Regions from separate parts of the Salvelinus alpinus genome. Here region 2 is linked to region 1. Evidence: chromatin contacts called from public Hi-C data. All regions are on one chromosome and are shown on one strand. Each heading gives the region's core, a stretch centred on a gene start, on an enhancer-like site or on the middle of the called end of the contact. The rest is flanking DNA. Distances are from core to core; before and after follow the strand shown. Region 1 holds the start of LOC139570395 (E3 ubiquitin-protein ligase CHIP-like). Region 2 holds the start of ankfn1b (ankyrin repeat and fibronectin type III domain containing 1b).

Evidence for each region. A called contact is a pair of places that touch in the nucleus more often than the background predicts.
Region 2: a contact with region 1 is called in a Hi-C map of red muscle, with 4 times the contacts expected there. The contact joins the promoter of ankfn1b here to the promoter of LOC139570395 in region 1. A contact is called at or near these places in 2 of 3 Hi-C or Micro-C datasets (muscle and red muscle).

Annotation. Positions count from the first base shown.
Region 1 is chr3:24,561,104-24,567,014 of SLU_Salpinus.1, forward strand. LOC139570395 (E3 ubiquitin-protein ligase CHIP-like) reads right to left here and starts at 4,616. Exons shown (of 8, transcript XM_071392234.1): 1 at 4,110-4,616; 2 at 2,772-3,008; 3 at 2,343-2,541; 4 at 1,783-1,948; 5 at 1,367-1,445; 6 at 1,120-1,176. The coding sequence starts at 2,885.
Region 2 is chr3:24,711,007-24,716,772 of SLU_Salpinus.1, forward strand. ankfn1b (ankyrin repeat and fibronectin type III domain containing 1b) reads left to right here and starts at 4,107. Exons shown (of 24, transcript XM_071392239.1): 1 at 4,107-4,208. capn15 (calpain 15) reads right to left here and starts at 1,525. Exons shown (of 12, transcript XM_071392231.1): 1 at 1,244-1,525.

The sequences.
Region 1 (5,911 bases), core at 3,366-5,865:
GTGATGACTCATTTGTGTGTACCGAGGGCCAGATCCAGGTTTAAGCGGTCGCTTAGGCGCCCCGGACGCATTCTAAAGGTGCCACTACGGACACAAAGCCATGTTCCGTTTGTTTCTATGGAAGATGCTGTGTTACAGGTAAGCCTAAATCAGACTTGCCTGTGCTAATGGTTCTCACAGGCGATGTAAAATGATACAAATGGCTTTGCTCGTGATGCGCGTCCCTCAAATTATACAAACGTAACAGCCTGAGCACACCGGACTTGAAACAACGATACAGATGTAACTGTGTGTGCCATTCAATGTTATATCTGAGCCTCACTGGTGATTCCAAGTCAAAATTCCATGAGCATCCGACAGATCACGTTTATAAGGGAGAGTTCGATGTCTTTAAAAAAATATTATAATAATCTAGATTAGGAAAAATTTCACAGCACACCTGAGAGTTCATCAAGGCACACTAGCTGAACACCACTTCCCTAGACACCATCTAGATCTGGGCCATATTCATTAGGTAACAAATAGAAGAAAACTGACTGTAAAAGGGACGGACTACCTGAACTTGTCCAATAAGAAATCCTCGTTTTCCACGGTAAAACATTTTGCTACGGTGTGCCCTAATGAACACAACCCAGTATAGGGGTTTGAAACACCAATGTTGACAGAGGCAAGACGGTGTCTTCTTAACTGACAATGACAATTACATGTACCAAGTCAACAACTATATATAGGCCCCGATAATCCTTCATAACAAGCCTCGACAAGCAACTTGAGGTGGTGGTTGCTGTAGAAACGGCTTGGACTGGAAATAGGAGGTGGAGTGCTAGTCTATTTTGGTAACCATAACACTGGCACAGCTAAGTGTCAAAGCAAGGGGGTGGGTCAGACACAGCTGATCAGAGAAACAGTGTGGACAAATTGTTTTTCTCTAAATGAAATTGTGTGAAATTTTATGAATAAGATCAAATATGTATTGTTATTTCAGTAATACAGAGCTGTGTTATGCTACGGCTAACGATAATGAATAATCAGTAAGATTTAGTGAAATTAGTCTGGATTGAAAGTTGACCACAATCGTAGTAAACGGTGTGTTCAACTAATTTAAAATGTATCACTCACTTTTCTCTTCTCGTCCACTTGTGAAAAGAGCTCCTCCATGTCCATAAAGAACTTGTCCTATTTAGGAGAAGAGCAGAGAGTTGGGTGAGGGCTAGCACAGAGCACTAATACAAACGCCCCTCAATATCAATGAGATATGGAGAAATAGGCAACATGACAGAAATTCAGTTACACGACACCAGTGCTCAATACTTTAAAAGCAACTGGTCCCTGTATATTGACATAGGAGGATATAGACATAACTTACATGTTTCGATTTGATCTTGACGACGTCACTGCCACTCGGATTGTCCGCCTCTTTGTTTTCCCGGCAATCCGCCACTTCCCTGAGAAAAATATAAAGACGTAGCATTTCCTTAATCATTCACTAAGATTGGGACAGAAAACGCACCCGCAAATTCTAATGCATTAACCCGACTTATTCCCCAAGATTTGCACCAACATCTCAACAATTTTATTATCACACATGATTACGCATGTGTAGAACACTGGGCAGGATATGTAGCAACTCATTTAATGTCATTCAAGGGGGTTCTGGCAATGAACTCATACGCAATGAACTTGTATGCTTCCCCATAGGAAATGGAATATCAGTGCAGGCGTTTTGCTCATACACTAGTATGAGTCTCAGTCTAAGAGCGTTGCTCCAGGTCCCTCCCTCACCTTTCCTTCTCAGCCAGGATGAGTTTGGTGAGATAGGCAAGCAGCTCGTTCTCCTGGTTGATGCGCTTCTCCTCGATGCTGTTCCAGCGTTTCTTTTTGGCGAGCCGCAGGGCACTTGGGATGTCGTCGCCAAAGTTCAGCCTTTGCTCCTTGGCCAGGTTGTAAGCTGCCCACAGAACGGGTCCAGACATCATTAATGTTCTCCATTGAAAGTAAAAGCTTAAAACTGTTAGGCGGCCTATTTTCCCATCTACAGATCTTAGCATTATACAAGAGAACATTTTAGTTGCACTACAACAATCAAAACAATTTCAGTTTAGTATCATTACACAGTACTCGGCACCTCTGAGGTTTAGTTAAATTGCAGCACATAGCATTCTAACTAGCACTCAAAACAAAAATGCACATCAATGTTGTGTTGCAATACTGAGGGGGCCATATAATCATATTTATTAACTTTAAAAGACAAACTGAGCCTATATTGGTACTGCTACTCTGACTTTGTGAAGACCCAGGCTTAATCTGTGTCCGGGAAACTGGCCTTGAGGGTTGATCCTGACCTCTCTGCAGGTTGCCGATGGCCTCGTCGTAGTTCTCCAGCTCCAGGTGACACTGGCCCAGGAAGAAGTGGGCCTTGACCGACTGGGGGTCCATCTCCAGCGCGTGCTTGCAGTCCGCCAGGGCTTTGTCATGCTGCTGCAGCTTCAAGTGGCACAGAGCCCGGTTGGTGTAGTACACCGCCACCAACGGGTTACGGTTCTGTTGGCAGGATACACACAAAACACAAACATATTGCACAGGCTACTGTTGTAAGGGTGCATCAGTCCAGCGTATAGGCTACTTTCTATACGTACATGAATCCATTCAAAATAGGTGAATAAGTCAGTGTCAATATCTTATGTCATACCCTTTCAAAGCATGCGGACAAGTCTAGCCATGTCAGCTACTACTACATCATCCGGCAGAAAGGGAGGTAGCTCGCTACTCACGATGGCTTTGCTGTAGCAGGTGGCAGCCTCCTGGTACTTGCGGCAGAGGAACAGTCGGTTGCCCTGTTCCTTCAGCTCCTGTGCCGTGGAACTCTTCTCCGGGCTGCCTGCCATCTTCTCAGGTGGCTCCGCGGCGCCTGCTCCGCGCTGCTTCCCTATCCTGTTCCCCGTCTCTCCGGCTGGCTAGCTGTCAGGTGAAAGAATGGCCAGGCCGTCTGTTCTTTGTCTTCTCACCAACTACAAACGAAAGATGGGCAGCGTCATGTAACAGTCAATGCCTTGCTGCTGCAATGCACCTGCACTGCATCGAGCGCTTCTGATGAGGTGCAGTCGCTGTGGCAACTCATAAATTGAGCAACATAACCGTGTCAAGTCACGAAAGTTAGCTAGGTCAAGACTATAACGTTAGCTATGCTTTCTAACGTTGGTCCACGTCGCAATGAAAAAATAAGGTAGTTAACTAACCTAATATTGGACTAAAGGAGCCAAACATTACTCCTTACGCCAAGGAAGCCAAAACAGTAAAATACTCAATTGCGGTACGGTTCTAGAAACATAAATCGCTCTACTTTCATATCACATCAAAATCATTTAACAAATAAATACACACTGTCTGAACATCGTTTTAACCGGATTTAACACAGTTCCAGCACATAGTATTTTTCAGTGACAACACGTTTGTGTCTACCGTTTACACGCAGGTGTTCCGAGACGCAGGTAGTTACAGTAATTAGCACAGTTTGTCTGCCCACTGTCTTCTGTCTGTTTCCCGTAAACAAGAGCTGTATAACATGGAAATGTGCCCGTGTGGGAACCATAACCCTATAAAGGTGTGTATCAACTTAACCTTTTGATTTAACATTATTTTATAAAATGATTTCTCGCCGATGTCAAAGATAATGTATTTATGCTTCCAAAATCGTACTGTTAATGTTCAGACCGAGCGTCGCTGCTCTTAACAAAACGTCACCCTACAGAAGACGCCTTCGTCCAATTATTTATGTGAAATGTACTGTAATGGAACTGTGAGTCATGGTCAAGGGCTAGCAACGGTGGTTAGCTAAGAAGGTAATTTAGCTAGCTAACTAATCTTAAAGCTAGCTAGAGTGGACTTTCCCCACCATGAGTTTGCGGTTGACTGAACTCGAAATTATGGCAAATGTATAGTACATTGCAACGTCCAAATCCCTGCAAACCTCACAACAACCCCCCGCGAATAAACAACTAACGCTAGCCAACTAACGTTAGATGGTTAGCTTGCTAACGGCTAGCATACCTCAAATATGCGGTTATTTATCTACTACTAGCTCTACACAACAGAAACATATGTAACCTCACCTTCTCAAAGGAATTTCACATACAGGCGGTTGATGTGCCAGTATCTTTCGATTTCAATTCTAATTGATTTGCTTTTCCCATTGAGCTGTCACGACAGAGCTGACAGGAGCTAGCAAGTTTGTTTTTATGCTGACGTCATGATGTAGACGACGGAAACCCGCGAGGTAGGCTTCAGTGAAAATACGTCTAACAGAATACACTCTTTGACAACATGTCATCAAATTATATATGCTCATGCAATTCAGAGGAATAATGGGTGTAAATGATACACGTTTTTAATATGTGCTAATTGATTCCGTATCATCAAAGTCAGGGTTGGTCTGATTGCCTTTCCGCAACAACTGAGGCTCACATCACGCGTCTAGCTAAGCAAGGTTGGGTCTGACCAATTTGATGAAAGCAGCCCAGGAAGCGAAATTTCGTTTCATAGTATACCCGAAGGCAAAGTCATTGGGCGCGTTCGAGCGGATCACTTTTGTCATGACGTTGACCAACGTTGGTCACTGCATTTCAAAATGTGTTGCATTATGGGTATAAACATTTTCCGAATTGCGACTACATGCATAGAGGAAAAGGAAGACCCAACTCGGTGGAAAATCTATCTCCCTCCAGCAGATGGCGTTTTTTCGTTGTTTTTCCCCACCAAGCAAGGAGTTTTTTAACGGGGGTCAATGAAAGTCGAATTTGGTCAACAAAAAAATGTATGGCTTATTTGCTACGTGAGGTTTATTTGATTGAACATAAGTTTCGTAATTCTTACGAGTGTACTGATATAAGTAGGACAAAAAACACTTTATATTGGAGTTTGCTATGCATATTCATGACATGGGGCTAGTAGCACAGCATCTCTCCATTGAATGCAGGCGGTTGTCGTCAACAACCCTCTTCGAATATTCAAAAAAGGTTTACAATAATGAGATGTATCCAGCAATCCAAAGAAAGGATAGGCGGGAGCTAGACAGCCTGCCATGCCGCTTTGCGAACAACGACTCCCATTGTTAGGGCGGAGAGACAAATCAAATCAAATTTATCAAGACATGTATCTTGTCAGGATAGAGTACCACTGTATGGTACCCTTTATTCAGCAAAATACATATTTTTTCCTAATTATCTTGCAAATCTCAATTTTGGATGAGACTGACTTTATGACAAACATGATCCTATTTACACTTTGTAGTACATTTTGACACTAGAATAAACGTTTGACTAATATCGATCCCACATAGGCCATTTTCTACCAGAGAAGTTGTTTGCCTTCAGTTTTGAGGGAGCGTCCAATTGGCATGATGACTGCAGGAATGTCCACCAGAGCTGTTGCAGATAATTGAATGTTCATTTTTCTACCATAAGCCGCCTCAAGTCGTTTTAGAGAATTTGTCATAATACCCATAAAACCTAGAGGTCAGACAGGGAAATGGTTCCAATCATTTCCCCACCGTACATTTAGGGGATTTTAGAAACACGTAAAATAAGGGCTGTGTTTCGTGTAGGCTTACCCGGGCATGACGTTTTGATAACTGTGTAAATCTCTCTAGGACAAGGTAGCTTTTATCAATATATTCACCTGTATTTAGCCACTCAAAATGAAATGCTAATTAGCTGCTAATGTGGCTATCATAAAGAACTACAAATGCCATGATGATCTGGACGAGACTGCCGAATCAAGGCAAATGTAAGAATCTCTCGATTAACTATCTAATGTTAGCTAAATGTAGTAATTAATACATTGGCAAAATTTCTTTAAATGGACAGTTCTGAGAACTGTCTTGTGCAAATTTTACATTGACACAATACCTGTTAGG
Region 2 (5,766 bases), core at 2,857-5,356, 150 kb after region 1:
CCATAGCTGGAAAAATTGTAAACTGCAATTACGTTAAGAAACGTCAATAATCATCGCTTGCGAAACAATTTTCGAAATATATGGCCTTTATCTTTCATTTCAGCAAGAAAGAATCTTTTAAATAAAAAAAAGATACACTTACTGTAGCAAATTTTACAGATCCATACACTGTGTGCAGTGGTTGAAAAAGTACCCAATTGTCATACTGGAGTAAAAGTAAAGATACCTTCATAGAAAATGACTTGAGTAAAAGGGAAAGTCACCCAGTAAAATACTACTCGAGTAAAAGTCTAAAACTATTTGGTTTTAAATATAGTCTACTTTAGAATCGAAATTAAATGTAATTGTTAAAATATACTTAAGCATCAAAACTTAAAGTAAAAATAATTTAAATTCCATGTATTAAGCAAACCAGACAGCACCATTTAATTTAATTTACGGACAGCCAGGGGCACACTCGAACACTCAGAGGTCATTTACAAACGAAGCATTTGTGTTTAGTGAGTCTGTCAGATCAGAGGCAGAAGGGTTGACCTGGGATGTTCTCCGGACAAGTGCGTGAATTGGACCATTTTCCTGCCCTGCTAAGCATGCAAAATATAACAAGTACTTTTGGGTGTCAGGGAAATGTATGGAGTAAAAAGTACATCATTTTCTCTAGGAATGTAAGTTAATGAAGTAAAAGTTAAAAGTAGTCACAAATATGAATTTATAGTACAAATACAAAAAAAACGACTTAAGTGGTACATTCAAGTATTTTTACTTAAAGTACTTTACGAGAAGAAAATACCTTCACCAATTTGTAAGTCGCTCTGGATAAGAGCGTCTGCTAAATGACTTAAATGTTAAATGTAAATAGGCGCTAAGGGTAGTTCGCGTCTATGAATGGGCTAGACTAGCCATACAGGGGCAGACAGACAGTCAAAGCATATCATATGTTGCTTAGGTTCAGCTGGAGAGCAATGGCTAGTCCAACTACCATCACGTTCCTACCACGGGGAAATAAAATAACTTGCAACAAAGTTTATAAAAGCAGCACAGCGTGACAGCTAAATTAGCTACAATGTATGGGCAAGAAATCATTGCATAGTCAACCCATAGGATGACGCGGGACAGCGGGAGACAAGAAAGCCGGGGGACAATTGTAAACAAAGACAACCACGAATATAGATTGGCATAATCGACATTGTCAAAGGTTTGAGTCCATTTATGATTATACAATCTAGGTCGAAAGGATTCTTACCTCAAAACACGTAGCTGGTGATGTAAGGTTAAGGACAAGCTGCTCCTTTCTTGATTGTCGAACGTACTAACTTTTCTCTGTTAGCAGCCAAATGTTAAGTTCTATCCGAAATTGCAGTTTGATCTGCGTTAGCTGCTGAATACATTGTTCACCGTTACTGCCTCACTCCAGTGCATCCTTGAGCTATTTGTTTTACTAGCTAATATCTAATTTCTCGTTCCACTCCATCGAGTTAGGTATTGAATACAGTCATCATGTACGTTACCTCAAAAACACCAGGAAGGGGAATCTCCAAGGAGCCAAAGCAAAATAAACGTACGTTTTCTTCGTAGACTTAAATCAGTTTAATTGTGTTTCTACGTTCAGTATGCGTAGAGTTCATTCGGGAATATGACCAAAATAACTACGTTTCCCTTGGTACATCGCAACTCTAATAAGTAGGATATCCGTTCCCCTTTTTTTTACACAAATGTCGTCATCATTTGAATTTGACACTTTATTAAAATACCACTGTATTATTTTCTGACGTTGTTTAATACATATTGTATTATTGTATTGAGCACGTTATGCATAATGACTTAAGGTATTCTTGTTTTAGAATTGAAAATAATAATAATTATATATTGGTTACAGGTAGCCTACATCTAATGTATTAGGCTACAACAGTTTACACACCCTTCTATCAATAGGCACACAAAACATCACAAACAAACAAAACCCCACAGAAACCAGTGTTGGGGAGGAGTGAACTACAACTAGTAATTGGGGCTCCTGAGTGGCGCAGCACTCTAAGGCACGGCATCTCAGTGCTAGAGTTGTCACTACAGACCCTGGTTTGACAACTGGCCATGATCTGGCCCAGCATCGTCCGGGTTAGGGGAGGGTTCGGCCGGGTAGACCATCATTGTAAATAGGAATTTGTTTGTAACTGACTTGCCTGGTTAAATAAATAAAATAAACTCAATTTTGCAGTAGCTTAGTGGTAGTTGAACTAAATTTAAATCTAGGTAGTGTTTTCAGTAGTTAATTACTTTTTTAACATGTAGCGGTGTAGCTAACTACTAGAACTAGCCTACACACTAACTACTGGAAGTATCCTACACACTACTTATTTTGCTAAAATAAAATATTGTTGTAGGCAAGAATGTCCTTTCTTTTTCGGCATCATACCTGCCTAGTTCTCACTTGAAACAGTTATTTTGTTTAAAAGGCCAAATTACACATTCTGTTAACATACACCAGAGTTGATCTGTTCTTGCAATTCGTAGAGTATGACATTTCAGATTTAGATATGATAATTTATCATAAAGTAGTTTGGATTTAGTGAACTACTTTTCCAAAGTAACTTTAGTTAAGTAAACTATATTTTTCTTGAGGGTAGCTTTAATGTAGTTCAACTTCTTCCAGTGTGATGTAATAGTAGCTTGGTAAACTATATTTTCAGCGTAGCTTCCCCAACACTGACAGAAACACATAAAACACATGTTTTACAAATACCAGTCAAATATCGAATCTTTTGGAATATCTTATTCAGTGCATTGTTAATTTTCCATTTCATTGCATGTTATATGAAAATCACAGGGTCTCACAAACAAGGCCATAATAACTGTCCCACCTATTCTTATTATTTTTGCAGACATATGCTGTCATCTAGTGGCACTTACTTACGTGCACCATTCGAACAAAACTAACAAAACTAACAGATGTTATATTTAAGAAATACAAGGCTTTTCCCAACTCAGTTGACGCATATAGAATAGAATAACATTTTTTTCTCACCAGAACTAACTTCAGTTCTAGCATTTGGATTAATAAACATGTAATAGCAAGATACACCCCCCCCCCCCCCCCCCAATTATTAATAGATATAGGGTCAACATCCATGCCAAGCCTTGAGCGCGTTCCACGCATATCAGGGTCTCAAATTCATCTCAGCTAATCCGAGTTGGTAGATATCTCTTTAAAATGGTAATGTCAACGTCCCTGGCTGTAGGCTAGGCATGAATGAATAGCCTAATATCATAAAGTAATAATGTTATCATTCACTAGATGTAAATTATAGACCTTTGAAGTCTCCTTTATGATGACAGTCTTTGAACTCATATACACATTTTTTTTTCATGGCCTTTAAAAAAAAAAGTAATCTCCCTTCGTGTAGAGTGGACTGATGCCAACAGGGGATTTTGTTTCAGCAATCGTAGGATAATATTTCATTTTAATGTCTGACTGCCCGAATAAAGAAATAGGCCAAAAGAAAATAATTATTATTAGTATTATGTATATGTTTTTACAATTTCTTAGAGGACAACTAACATCAATAAACAGTTTATACATATAATTATTGCAGGCGTTTTCTACGCCATCAACATTTGCTAAAATCTGTGAAAGGGCTAATAACATATTTAACCAAAGACATGCCTTGTATAAACTACTTTTATTTTACCGCAATGTAGGGCCTAAAGCTTAAATGCACAAAACCTTTTGCATAGCACGTGAAAGAATTTGTGAGCACGGATAATCTCTAATGCTGGTGTCACTCCATGTGTTTGAACCGCGGAGGGTTCAAGGATTATGTTCGTCAGAGTTATGATTTTAAAGTGTGTCATGAGAGAGATTGAACAGGGACTATAGTATTCATTCTACATTAATTGTACTGTATTACGTTTTGAACTGGTCCTAAAACCCTTTGATTTATTTGATTTATCTTTCTCAATACTAGAAATGGCACCGTTATCAAGTGGGCAATTAAAACAAACTTAAAATTAAACATATTTTCTTAAAATAAGGGTTTTCGATAATGTATCAAAGGGCCCATGTGTGTTGGGAAACGTTCCGGCGGAGTTCTAGTGAAGTGAGGCGGAGCGAGCAATCCTTTCAGGGATGAAACGCGGGCTGAAGAATAATGAATGAGAGAAACTGGGCGGAGAAAGTTCGAGTTGATTTTCACATGTCTCTTAGTGCCATGGTAAGTGTACTTTTTTGGAGTAATAGGACAGCTATTCTGCAGTGGATATTTATTTGACTTTATTTGACTGTAAAGTAGCCTAAATAAACGAACATTCTAAAACGGTCTGGACTGGAGTTAGCCACTTTGGATTGGAAGACTTCTTTGTGAAGAAGGTATGTGAATGTGATGAAATGGGATTGGAACACATTATTTTTGCGCTTGTCGCTTTGAAAGACAGTGCACTTGTTCTGCCTTTGTTTGACAATCCAGAGCTCCGGGTTATGATTAACTTTTTATACATTTCAAATGTAGCCTATGCTCCAATGTTTTAGACCAAGCAACTAATTACATAAGTAATTTATTCGGGGTTTTAGTGTGTGTATTGTTTTCAAAGGCCAGTAGCTCTGCGTACACACTGTTGTCATGACAATGCTACGGAAACAGCGCATGGCGCGTTTGTTAGCCGCTACTGCGTTGAACTTCTATTCAACTACTGCCATTCAAGGCAGTTTACAAATAATCCACTCTCACTTCAAACTAAGTCTACTTTCATTGGCTATGAAGTCTGGAATGTCATGGTTCATGACGCCAAATCTTTTAAATACAAACGTTCTATTGGGTGTTAGCTAGGTTCTCAAAATGAATCTTTTTTTCTCTGTCCAGCTGCACTTGGTGATGTTTGACTCTTGTTGTAGCCTATTTATTCAACAACACATGGCCATAATTATACAACTTGCAAATAGCTTTATTTAATGAGCTGTTGTTTTCTATGTAAAGAAGAATACTTCATAGTGGTTAATAGCGATTAAGGTTAAGGGGTTAGTAGGGAATGGGATTAAGGAAATAGTTGAGTGAGGTGTGTCCTGTGTTTCTGTGGGACTGAGACAGCTTGTGACCCCGCTAGTCAGGAAAGGGATGCTTTTAGGCAGACCGTCTCTTGTTGTTAATAGCCAGCACACATGTGGAAGTGACAGCCTCTACAATAGGGCCAGGAAAGAGTTTGGGCTAGCTGCTTGGAGGAAAAAGGAAATCCAGAGGAGTGTGTGTGTGTGTGTGTGTGTGTGTGTGTGTGTGTGTGTGTGTGTGTGTGTGTGTGTGTGTGTGTGTGTGTGTGTGTGTGTGTCTATTCGCCAGTGTGTGTACAGTACAAAGACAGTTTGTGTTGGTGGGAGGTTCGCTGCGATTACAGGGTTATGGACTCACGTGAGAGGATGCCAGTTCACAAGGGGCTTTCCTTTGTCCTTCATAAAACGATGTCATCATTGGAACGGATCCGACCTGTATCCAATTTGATGGCTGTAACAAAGTCATAAACAGGGTATGAATCTCCTGCTCTGCTCAGCTGAGTCTGATAGTTTTATTCATTTATGAGTTTTCCAGTGCTTTCCTCGATGCAATACGACCATGTGTCATTGCCTATGGACATTTTAAGAAGTACCTACAGTGCTAAACGTCAACTTGCTCTCCGGGATGACTATAAATCACTTGAAAATCCAAGGTTGTGTACATGCTGTTTGCTCCCCTGCCTCTATGTCAGAGCACGCAATGACGCCTCTCTCCAGCTATACGATCGCCC